Regions from separate parts of the Mus musculus genome. Here region 2 is linked to region 1. The links are chromatin contacts, called in public HiChIP or PLAC-seq maps. All regions are on one chromosome and are shown on one strand. The core of a region is the stretch at or near the end of the contact, and the rest is flanking DNA. Distances in the headings are between cores, read along the strand shown.

Region 1 (5,031 bases), core at 468-2,967:
AGAAATGACTACCACGATGGCTCTTGCTCAGATGAGTGGCAATCACATTGCAGCATGCCAGTACAGACCTTAGGATTCTGTTGTCGACTGGCAGTTGACCAGTTGACTACAATAACTTAGTGGGCTGAATGAGCTACAGTAAGAAGTCCATACGCTTTATAAATGTTGGCATCCCTCCAAGCCTTGAGAAGTACAAAAATATAGAGATAACACTGGCTATACTGTGAGCATGCCGACATCTATTTGAATAACAGCTTTAAAATATTTACATTCCAAAGTAATGGGGTATTTCAGCTTACAGAGAGATCGGGGAAATACTAAAATCTACATCTTACTTAGGTGTCCAGCTTGTTCATAGGTCATGGTGTAATCTGACGTCAGTTCAAGATCATTTCTAGCCAACCAGTTTGAGTGGGAGACAACAGATATTCTGAGGAAAGGTCATTAACTTATGAAGTTGAGCAAGCTCATGGCCTGGTCTTCTTCTTTCTTTACATATTCATCAAACACTTACAATGTGCCAGCCATGGGCACTAGAACAATTCACAAGATAAAGCCCTAGATCCCAAGGAACTCATTCTTTAGAGGAGATGTTCTATTTACAGAACAATAATGCATAATGAAGTAAATGCAAAAGGGGAAAACTCAGCACAGCTGTGATAGACAGGATCTATTTTGGGTAGGATGGCCTTTGAGGCATGGGGGTGGGGGGCACTTTACCTGTGGAGGGGCCATCCAGCATGCCCGAAGACCCAGAGGCAGAGATAGATGATCAGCGGGGAGTTTAAAAAACAGAAACAGCATGACTAGACTAAAGTAAGGGCACATAGAGACCAGAGGGTGAGACATGGCAGGTGGCGATCATGGAGGGTCCTCTCAGCTTAGCACCGACTTTGGACAGGAAGATATGCGGTAAACAATGGTCTTTCTTTGCTTCCAGAATCTTGACTGATGTATGGAGAAATGACAGCTCTCTTCTTTTGGGGGAATCGAGCTGGTATGGCCTAGAGAAACAGAGAGCTTCCCACTGCCTCTCTGTGAGGCAGGACTTAGAACCGGGTCCTTTATGAAACATGTCACTGACCATCTAGCTTGAAGCAAAAGCACATCGAGGCCCCGAGGGGCCTCTTCAATCTGCTGCCACAGTGACTCAGGAGGGAGAAGGGTCCCTCTAGCTCTATCTTAGCAGGAGAGTCTATGGCTCCTGGAGGTGGGAGCTATCCTAAGATGTGTCTTTTGGTTAGTTAATACTGATAGGATCCTAGCTGTAACTACCTTCCAAAGATGGACTGGGAACCAGCAGAATGGTTATTTTGAGGATATTCGAGGCCTCCAGACCCTATTTCCCTTTTTCTAAGTAATACAGATATTCTTAGAGCTTTAAATTATGAGTGCATTTCTACGCTCCTGCAGAATTCAAGCTGGGAGTCTGGGTAGGAAGCTGTTTTTAAGGCCAGAAACTTCTAAGGACTCTTGCTGGCTTTCCCCGATCCTGGAGTGAGGCCTCTGTTATGGCTTAGCTGCTTCAAAAAACCCTGAGTCATTCCAATGGTCCTGTCTCCCCTTTTCCCTCCCGCAGCTCTCCCAGTGCAGAACAATCTAGGAGCAAACACCCTCCTCCCCTCCTGCGTAGCCGCCTCTGCGGACAGAAAGTGGGGGTGGCACAGCCCGGGCAAGCCGGCGGGGAGGGCGCCGGGGACGCGGTGCAGGCTGTGGGCGGAGGAACCGTGTCCCCGGTGCCGCAGTGAGCGGGTGGCGGAGGAACGCGGGCGGGAGGCCTCCTGAGTCACTGCGGCTGCGGGGCGCTGGAGCCTCAACCCCCGCCCTTGCAGGCTGCGGCGGGGGCGAGATGCGGCATCCCCTGGGTCAGGGGTCCCTCCGGCTTTCCAAACAGCCTGTGCTCATTTCCGCGGGGGCCTCGGGGCACTGCACACTCACTGCCCTGTCACTATTTGTTAGTCCTACATCTGCCCCGCGGAGATTCGCCTTAGACCAGAGACTTCTATGCCACCCCCGGGTGGATTCGGGGGCCCTCGCGTTTGGCGAGGTGCCCAGAGCGTCATCAGAATTTGGGAGATCAGTAAACAACACTAAGAGGAAGGAGTGGGGAGAAGAGGAAGGGAAGGGGAGAGCAGAGGGCGGGAGAAGATCAGAAAGACAAAACCTAACAAAACAAAACAAAACAAAATAAAACAAGCAGGAGTAAGCGGGGGTGGGGCATTCCTAATTTGCAGTGCCGAAGCCCACCCTTCGGTTGTATAGAAACTAAAGCCCTCTGTAGCAGTGGGGGTCCTCCCAAGATTTATGTTACTGAAATCAAAGCCAAGGTTCTCGGGGTTGGGGGAAAGTCTTTTGCGTCTTTTGCTCATAAAATATGAGAAGGCTCAAAATGCTGTCCTCAAAATACCACTTGATTGTAAGGCAAACAGACTAGTGGCTCTTGCCTGCTTCTCTACCATAACCTGCAAATCTAGAGCCAGTAAGAGTCTCCGAAAGCATTTAAGTGCCCATTTTACAGGTTAGGAAACAGATTCGGTGAGGGATGTGGGCAAGAATCAAAGAGATGGGGTGGAGTTTCCGCCCCATGTTTTTCCCCTTTGCCTTTCCTTAGCTCTTCACTTCATTTCTCCCATATTAAAATTCTAATAGAAGCCCCGGCCCCACTCCAGGCCCAGAGTTCAACTTCAGTCGGGAAAACAGTGAATTCTGAGTGCCAAGCCCCAAGCAGCCGCAGCTAAACAACCTCCCTCCCCACGCACGCCGAGACTGTCACAGCTGCCAGCCGCAGCTTGACAAGTTTCTGGGGCATCTATGCGCACCGAAAGAGGTGCGTCTCCTGCGGCAACAAGAACAGATTTTTGCCATCTCATCCCCACTTTCGCAGTCTCCAGTTGGCTTCTTGTGATTGGCCAGAACTTTCCCTCTTAGAGATGAGGAGAATCCAGTCCTCCAACCAGCTAAGAGAAAACAACACTCCACCACCTCGCAGCAGCAGACCCGGGACGCTCCACCCCCTCCAATGGCCAGGCTGGAGCCCCACAGGCAGAAAGATCCTCCCTTCCGGAAACTCTGACCATTTAAAGTGGGCACGGGAGGGGGTGGGGTGGGGGATGCAGCCTCTGACCACCAAAGCTAATCTGTTCCATTTAGCCTGTAATTGAGGGTGTCATTGTGTGTCCTTCAGCTTTCAGGAACAAAAGTTCTTCAAAATTGAACTTGAAAAGTTGCCATGGAGGCTGGCAGTTTGTGTTCACCGGAGGTGGTTGCTAATACACGTTAGATTTGGGGCAATTAACCTTGCTGCCTGCCTACCTGAGTCTACACTCCTACAACATCTGAACCACACTCACCTGTGACTTCCCTCAGAATAGGAAACTACTCTTTAAAGTAACCTATAATATTGCCAGGTCCACCAGGGCTAAGGCATAATTAGTTATCAGTAGTCCCAATTTACAAGTAAATCTCTGCTTTGGCTGTGTGTTAGAACCGCTTGGGTTAAAATAATACTGATGCACAGGTTGCCTCTGAAACTATGAAAATCACTGTTGTACAAGTGTTTCCTAATGGTTCCTCCAGGAGACTGTAACACACAATAAACCTGAAAGTATCCTCTCTCATGGAGGGCACCCTTGCCTGTCTCCCAGCTGTCTTCTAGTAACTGTGTCTGATATTCCTCTGGAAACAACACTCAGCAAAGCATCCTAGAGACTGGTTCTCAACCTCTATCTTGCCATCACCTGTAGAAAGTCCCCAGGTAAGTCAAGGCAACACAAAAGACATCACCAGTCTAGTGAATTATATCCATACTCAGCAGAAACAAATGACTTCCTTTTCACAGGCACCATGGGAGCCTCTGTAGTGCAAGACATCCTATCAGAGCTAATTTGTCACATAACTGCATGCTATCTTGTTTTACCCTGAAAAGCAAGTTCTGACATAGTAGAACACCAAACACGTGGTTGTTTGCTGTTCATGGTCAAAAATGCAGAAACAAATGGTACTTTTCAACTTTCCAGTTAATGGCTGTCAAAAAAAGAAGGGTGAGGGAGCTGAAACAGGTATGTCTTGAGTTATTTCTTCAATGAGCATTAAGAGCAACGATAGGAGGGGACTGGAGAGATGGCTCAGCAGTTAAGAGCACAGGTACTGCTTCTTCCCAAGCACCCAGGTTCAATTCCCATCACTCATATAGAAGCTCACAATTGGCTGTAGCTCCAAGTTCTGACATTCTCATATAGACATACATGAAGGCAAAACACTAATGCATATAAAATGAAAAGAAAGAAAGTAAGTAAGAAAGAGAAAAAGAAAGAAGAAAGAAAAGAAAACTTAAAAAGGAGCCATGGTAGGTTAATTAGTTAAATGATTCGTTAAATGTGAAAAATATTAACATTAAATTACATGTTAATAATAAATAGGACCTCAAGACAAAGCAAACGGGCTCCTAATTCTAAAGATGTTCTTACCAGCTCGTGTAACAGTGGCATAGGAAGCTGAGAGCCGGCACAGTTGTGGGAATAGGGTGGTCTGCAGAAACACTCAGCAGGCCGCTAAGATGATGCACTAGCTGCTTTGCATCCCCTTCTTGGTCAAAAGCAGACCTGGAAAATGCGTCCTCTGCTCTAAGTCTGGGTGTTGCGAATCCTTGGCTTACTAAGCTTAAATTGGGAAGTTGTATCTCCCCTAGCCTTAGTTGTTAGAAAGTAGTTTATTTGGTTCCTCACTGCATAGAGCAGCAATTTTTTTTGGGGGGGGGGTCAGTTGTTTGGTTCTTCTGCTCTCATGGGGAACGATCTGGCTAGCTTTATCAGAGACCAATCATGTTGGTAAAATAGGCTAAAATGTCACTTTACTTCTTGGTCTTTGCCCCATAAACTCAACCCAGTTTACTTTTGAAAAAAAATTCAGAATAATCTTACTCAACATTATCCCAAATAACTGACCAACTTTTCTCAAAATTGTTGAGTTTACCTCCTCCTCCCCCCAAAACGATAATAAAAAAACAAAACAAAAACAAACAAATAAACAAAC
Region 2 (4,713 bases), core at 1,515-4,014, 420 kb after region 1:
TTAAACAGGGCCAGGGGTGTGGCTACAGCTGAGCACTAACATCTCAGAGGACCTGGGTTGCCCCAGCAACACCAAAAATACAGAGTGGCTATTACTGTTTGTGACGGTTTGCATATGCTTGGCCCAGAGAATGGCACTATTAGAGGGTGTGTCACTGGTGGGCGTGGGCTTTAAGACCCTCACCCTAGCTGCCTGGAAGACAGTACTTTGCTAGCAGCCTTCAGATGAAGATTTAGAACTCTCAGCTTCTCCTGTGCCATGCCTGCCTGGATGCTGCTATGCTCCCACCTTGGTGATAATGGACTGAACCTCTGAACCTGTAAGCCAGCCCCCATGAAATGTTGTCCTTATTAGAGTTGCCTTGGTCACGGTGTCTGTTCACATACATAACCTGTCCCATAACCTCAGTTCCCGCCCACTAAGCCCTCATGCCACCCCCCAAGGCTTCACAATGGTCATACCTTTGTCACAGAGCTGTCCACCCCAGTTGGTCTCACAGAGGCACTGCCAGGGTTCATTGCAGGTGCCGTGGACACATCCTGGGTGCGGGATGCACTTGTCGCAGTACAGGCCCTGCCAACCGTACTGGCACCTGCAGACAAACAGCCGGGGATGCACATAGTTACAACACACAGCTATTTCTGGGTTTTGCCCCCTGAAAAGGACAGGATGGCAGATTTTTCAGACTTTCACAGGGTTCTGTATGAGTAACCTCACAGTTGGCCCAAAGTGTGTCCTCTCAGCATACCCTGACAAAAGAAGAGCTATCCAGGGAGCGGCCAGCATGGGGTGCCCTGCACAAAGCCATTCTCTTCTCAGTCTCTCAGGAATTGAACCAAGGGGTGGGGATGGGAATAAATCAATCCCAAGTCCTCATCAGGACAGACCATACAAGGGAAGGAGCCTCTGGTGACACCAGCTGTGCAGCTCTGCAACAATGCACATGAAGCCCCACTCTGCTCAGAGTGCACAGGATTCAGGGCCACAGGGTGCCAGGGTAGCACCTCGCTGGTTTTGTAGACTCAAATGGGAAGGAGAATGGCCTCCTTACAGAGCCCTGGATCTCTAAACCAATCTCTGTAGGAAGGAGAGAGGGGAACGGGGAACGGCAACACTGGGAACCAATTCATATATAATTTATGACCCATTACCCAAGCCAGGCATGCTGATTTATAGTTATTTTTCACTTTAGAAAAAAAGAGGGGGGGGGTCAGAAGAGAGGGGCCAAGCTTGATTTGTCTAGCTTTGAGGGAGCTGGGTCTCCTTTCTAAGAGTTCAAGACTTCTTTTGAGGTCAGATGGAATGTCTGATGCCCAAACAAAACCACAAACATGAACCTTCACCTGGGGTGGGACAGGGCAAGGTCTCAAAACCACTTTCCCCTTAAGTTAGTTTCAAGCCCTCTGCAATTTGAACCTCCCTCTCAAAATCAAGCTTTAACAAAGGGCCCTCTTGGAAAGGCAGGGCCCAGCCACCCACCGGCATGCTGATAACAGAGTGAAGATGGAGCAGATGTTGGGCCTGCAGAATCAGCCCAGAGCAGGGCCTAGGGAAATGCAGGATCAGATCCAAAGCCCTGTGAACTTCTCTGCTGTGACTCTTGGGGGGCGGGGAGCGGGGGGCGGGGGCGGAGGGGGAGGGGAGGAACTTTGCTTTCAGTTCCAGAGAGCTGGAGGCAAAGGAGCAAATCCTGGTCATGGGAAAATTATAGAAATCTAGCTATTAGCTAATCACCCAGGCTGAGAAGCCACTGAACCCTTGAGAATCCTGACTACTTCCTAACCTCTATCTACACCCAAACACCGACAGACAACCACTAGAATGTGGGGCTTAAAAGTTAATCAGACACAGGAGTCTGGCATCTCTAAACTAGACCATCAGTTTAAATGACAAATGACTATTGAAAAGACTGATCTAAGGACAGAGTATGCCACTAGATGGGAACCATTCTCTTCAGAGGCAGACACCCAAGTCAGTGGGAGGTAGGAGGGTGGGAAGCCATTCTGTCAGATCAATATTCTTAGCTTAGAAGACATGAGGTAACTGATGGGACCACAATCCTCTGTCCTCCCGCGTTGTCCCAAGTGAAGCGTCACTACACGTCTTCAGTTTGCCTAATAAAACCAAGCCGGACGGCTGAGGACCCAACCAACCTCCTAATTAATGAAGGCTCAATGCCCAAGCCTAAAAAAGCAACCATAGGAGGCCATGGATGACTTCAAACAAGAACAAATAAAAATCCTGACCCTAACAGAGGCATCTACCACGTTATCCCGGGGTAATGATAGATGATTAGCAGCCCCATGAGAAGCTGACGTTCTGGAGATGATGATTCATAATTAAGTTTGATATTATTGTCAGGCTGGCACGAAACCAGTCTGTACACCCAGTAAGGGACAACCCAAGTCCACCTGAGACCAACAAAATCAGTGAAGTTTTCTCCTGTGGGTGAGTCAACAACAACAACAACAACAACAACAAAGCTCATGTAATACATAACCCAAAAGACAACTTACAGGTAACTTGTAATGCAACTATTTCGGGAGCAGGACTCAACCTGAACTTCCTTAGCTGGAAGGTTCTGTTTTGATTTTCTTTCAAGGCAGAGAGAAGGAACTGGGCTGGGAGACTATGCAAATGGCGTGTGGGAAAGTTGCACCTTAAGTAAATAAGAGCACTGGTGCATGTCTGGGCAGGGAGTGGGAGGTGAGACTTCGAAAGAGAAAGGGCTCAATTCTGGAAACAAAGCCTGTTGTTCTGGCTAGGAGGGCCCTCCCCTGCCCAGCAGGGTGTTTATTCTGATGACAGTAGCACACATCTCGCTGATGCTATCGGAGCAGGGAGCAGGCTCAGAGGCTGGAGAATAACTAGCGCTCTTACTTTCTCCAGAACAGCCTTAATTAGCAGAGTCATTGAAGGTAGGTTTCTGCTCCACCTCTGACAAAGATGCTGTTGGATGCCGGGTCAGCTGTGACCAGGCCCGTTCCTTAGTGGGCAAATCCTATTCAGGCTTCCTGGAAATCAACTTTCAAAAGCAGGAAGAAACAATTCCAGGACAACCTGTTCTTAGTTTACTCCCGCTGCCTTGGATCTCTTAAGCATCAAGTTTGCACTCCCATGGTTGGGGAAGAGAACTCAGGGTGGGGCTAAGAGTCATCAAGGTTAAACCTATGGGTGGCTGGTTAAAGCAGTAGCCCGCGTGTTTGCTGAGGGATAAATCACTGAGCAAAGTTGTCAAATACAGACTCCTAGGCCCAACCAAGGCCTGGGAAATCTGTGCCAGTTGTGGGAACTGGGAACCTGCACTTCTAACAATTCTCTGTAAATTCTACAGTTTGGTGACCAAAAACTGTTTTTTTGTTTTGTTTTGTTTTAGTAAGGGCACCAGGCACCTCCTTCTATGGGTTTGTGCCTTTAGACTGTTTCAAAACTGTCTTTGGCTCAAGTCAGTGCAGCCTTTCAGAGCAAAGGTGACAGGACTTGAAGAGGGTCCACTTAGTGTCTCATCAAATTTGCTAATTCTGAAAGGCTTCAGGGAGAATAAAGCCTGAGACCAGTCAAAAATGCCACAGACCCCAAAGGTATTTCCTGAAACAAGTCTTTTTCCAAATTGGCATAATGTACATTTCAAAAAGCCCCCAAAACCGGCATCGGAAGGGGAAACAGGCTGGGTAGGTTTCCGTTTGGTTTCAGTATTGTCCCTGGACCATAAAGAGCAGACTTCAAAGGCCAGCAGCAAAGTCTACATTCATCAGGCTCCACCGAGCAGATTCCAGCACAGCCATTAACCTCCAGCAACAGCGCAGCTCCCACTGCAAAGGGGCCAGGAGATTGTACTAATCCCATTCTAAAGAATGCTGGACTTTTGCCTATTGATGGGAAAAGTGGGGGAGGGTGCCAGAGGAAAAGCCAGGGTGGAGGAGGAGACAGGGGAAACAAAGCTTCGTCCCAGTCCAGTACATTAGCACTTAAGGAAGATTACAAATAGGTCTTACCAATTTACAGAACAGTTAATACACAAAGATGCCAGCTATGCCCATTAAGGATTTTGGTTTGGGGTTTTGACTAAACCCACCCGCCAGCACCAATGAAGAAGGGTGCATTCCACCAAACAGCTGGTATGATTCATTATGCTTCTCATGTGCTTGTTTTGTTTTGTGTTTTCCCCTAATTTTTTCATCCTCCAAAGAAAATAACGAGGCACATTCATAAGGAAGTCAGTTTTTCTGTCTTGCATCAAAGAGAAAGGGAGAGAAAGGGCAGGGGTGGGGTGGGGAGGGGAGAAAGTGATTGATTACTAGAGTTCAATTAGTTGGTCATTTACCTGCAGTCACCTGGAAGTTTACAAGACCCATGCTTGGGACTGCAGCCCTGTCGGCAGATAGCTGGAAAAAAAATCGGAAAGTTACATTAGCGCTGTCTATGCCTTTCGGGCCACAGTTATGTAAATGGTCTAGTACATAGAATTGGGGGCCCAATAAATCCAGGTTCAAACTCCAAGGCCATGTTAGTAGAACCTCAAGTCACAACATTGTTTGGGGACAAATGATTAGGGGGTTCCTCAACATGCTTATTCCTTGAGCCCTGTCAGGGCCTAGTTCCCCCCTCATCAAGAGGAAAAATGAAGATATTCATTCATTCATTTGCCTTCCCTGCCCCAACATGGTCCTAGCATGGTATTTTCAGGTGAGCCTCCCACTAAATGCCTGGTTT

Evidence for each region. HiChIP or PLAC-seq counts read pairs in DNA pulled down with a chosen protein or histone mark.
Region 2: a contact with region 1 is called in an H3K27ac HiChIP or PLAC-seq map of epiblast stem cells. The contact joins two enhancer-like sites. A contact is called at or near these places in 4 of 484 Hi-C or Micro-C datasets (embryonic stem cells, muscle stem cells, myocytes and 1 more) and 2 of 115 datasets of contacts at active chromatin or transcription factors (epiblast stem cells and pancreatic cancer cells).

The regions. Positions count from the first base shown.
Region 1 is chr2:136,677,069-136,682,099 of GRCm38.p6, forward strand. All of the region lies in intron 2 of Gm32659 (a long non-coding RNA gene), which reads right to left. Among named protein-coding and RNA genes, the nearest start is that of Snap25, 34 kb to the right of the region's middle. Within about 2 kb of position 1,718, at least 280 of the 459 cell types and tissues checked have an H3K27ac peak or open chromatin away from gene starts, as enhancers often do. A contact at or near this core is called in embryonic stem cells, epiblast stem cells, muscle stem cells and 1 more, where this site is marked.
Region 2 is chr2:137,095,732-137,100,444 of GRCm38.p6, forward strand. It overlaps Jag1 (jagged 1), which reads right to left. Exons shown (of 26, transcript NM_013822.5): 5 at 4,325-4,385; 6 at 462-592. Among named protein-coding and RNA genes, the nearest start is that of Jag1, 18 kb to the right of the region's middle. Within about 2 kb of position 2,765, at least 65 of the 459 cell types and tissues checked have an H3K27ac peak or open chromatin away from gene starts, as enhancers often do. A contact at or near this core is called in embryonic stem cells, epiblast stem cells, muscle stem cells and 1 more, where this site is marked.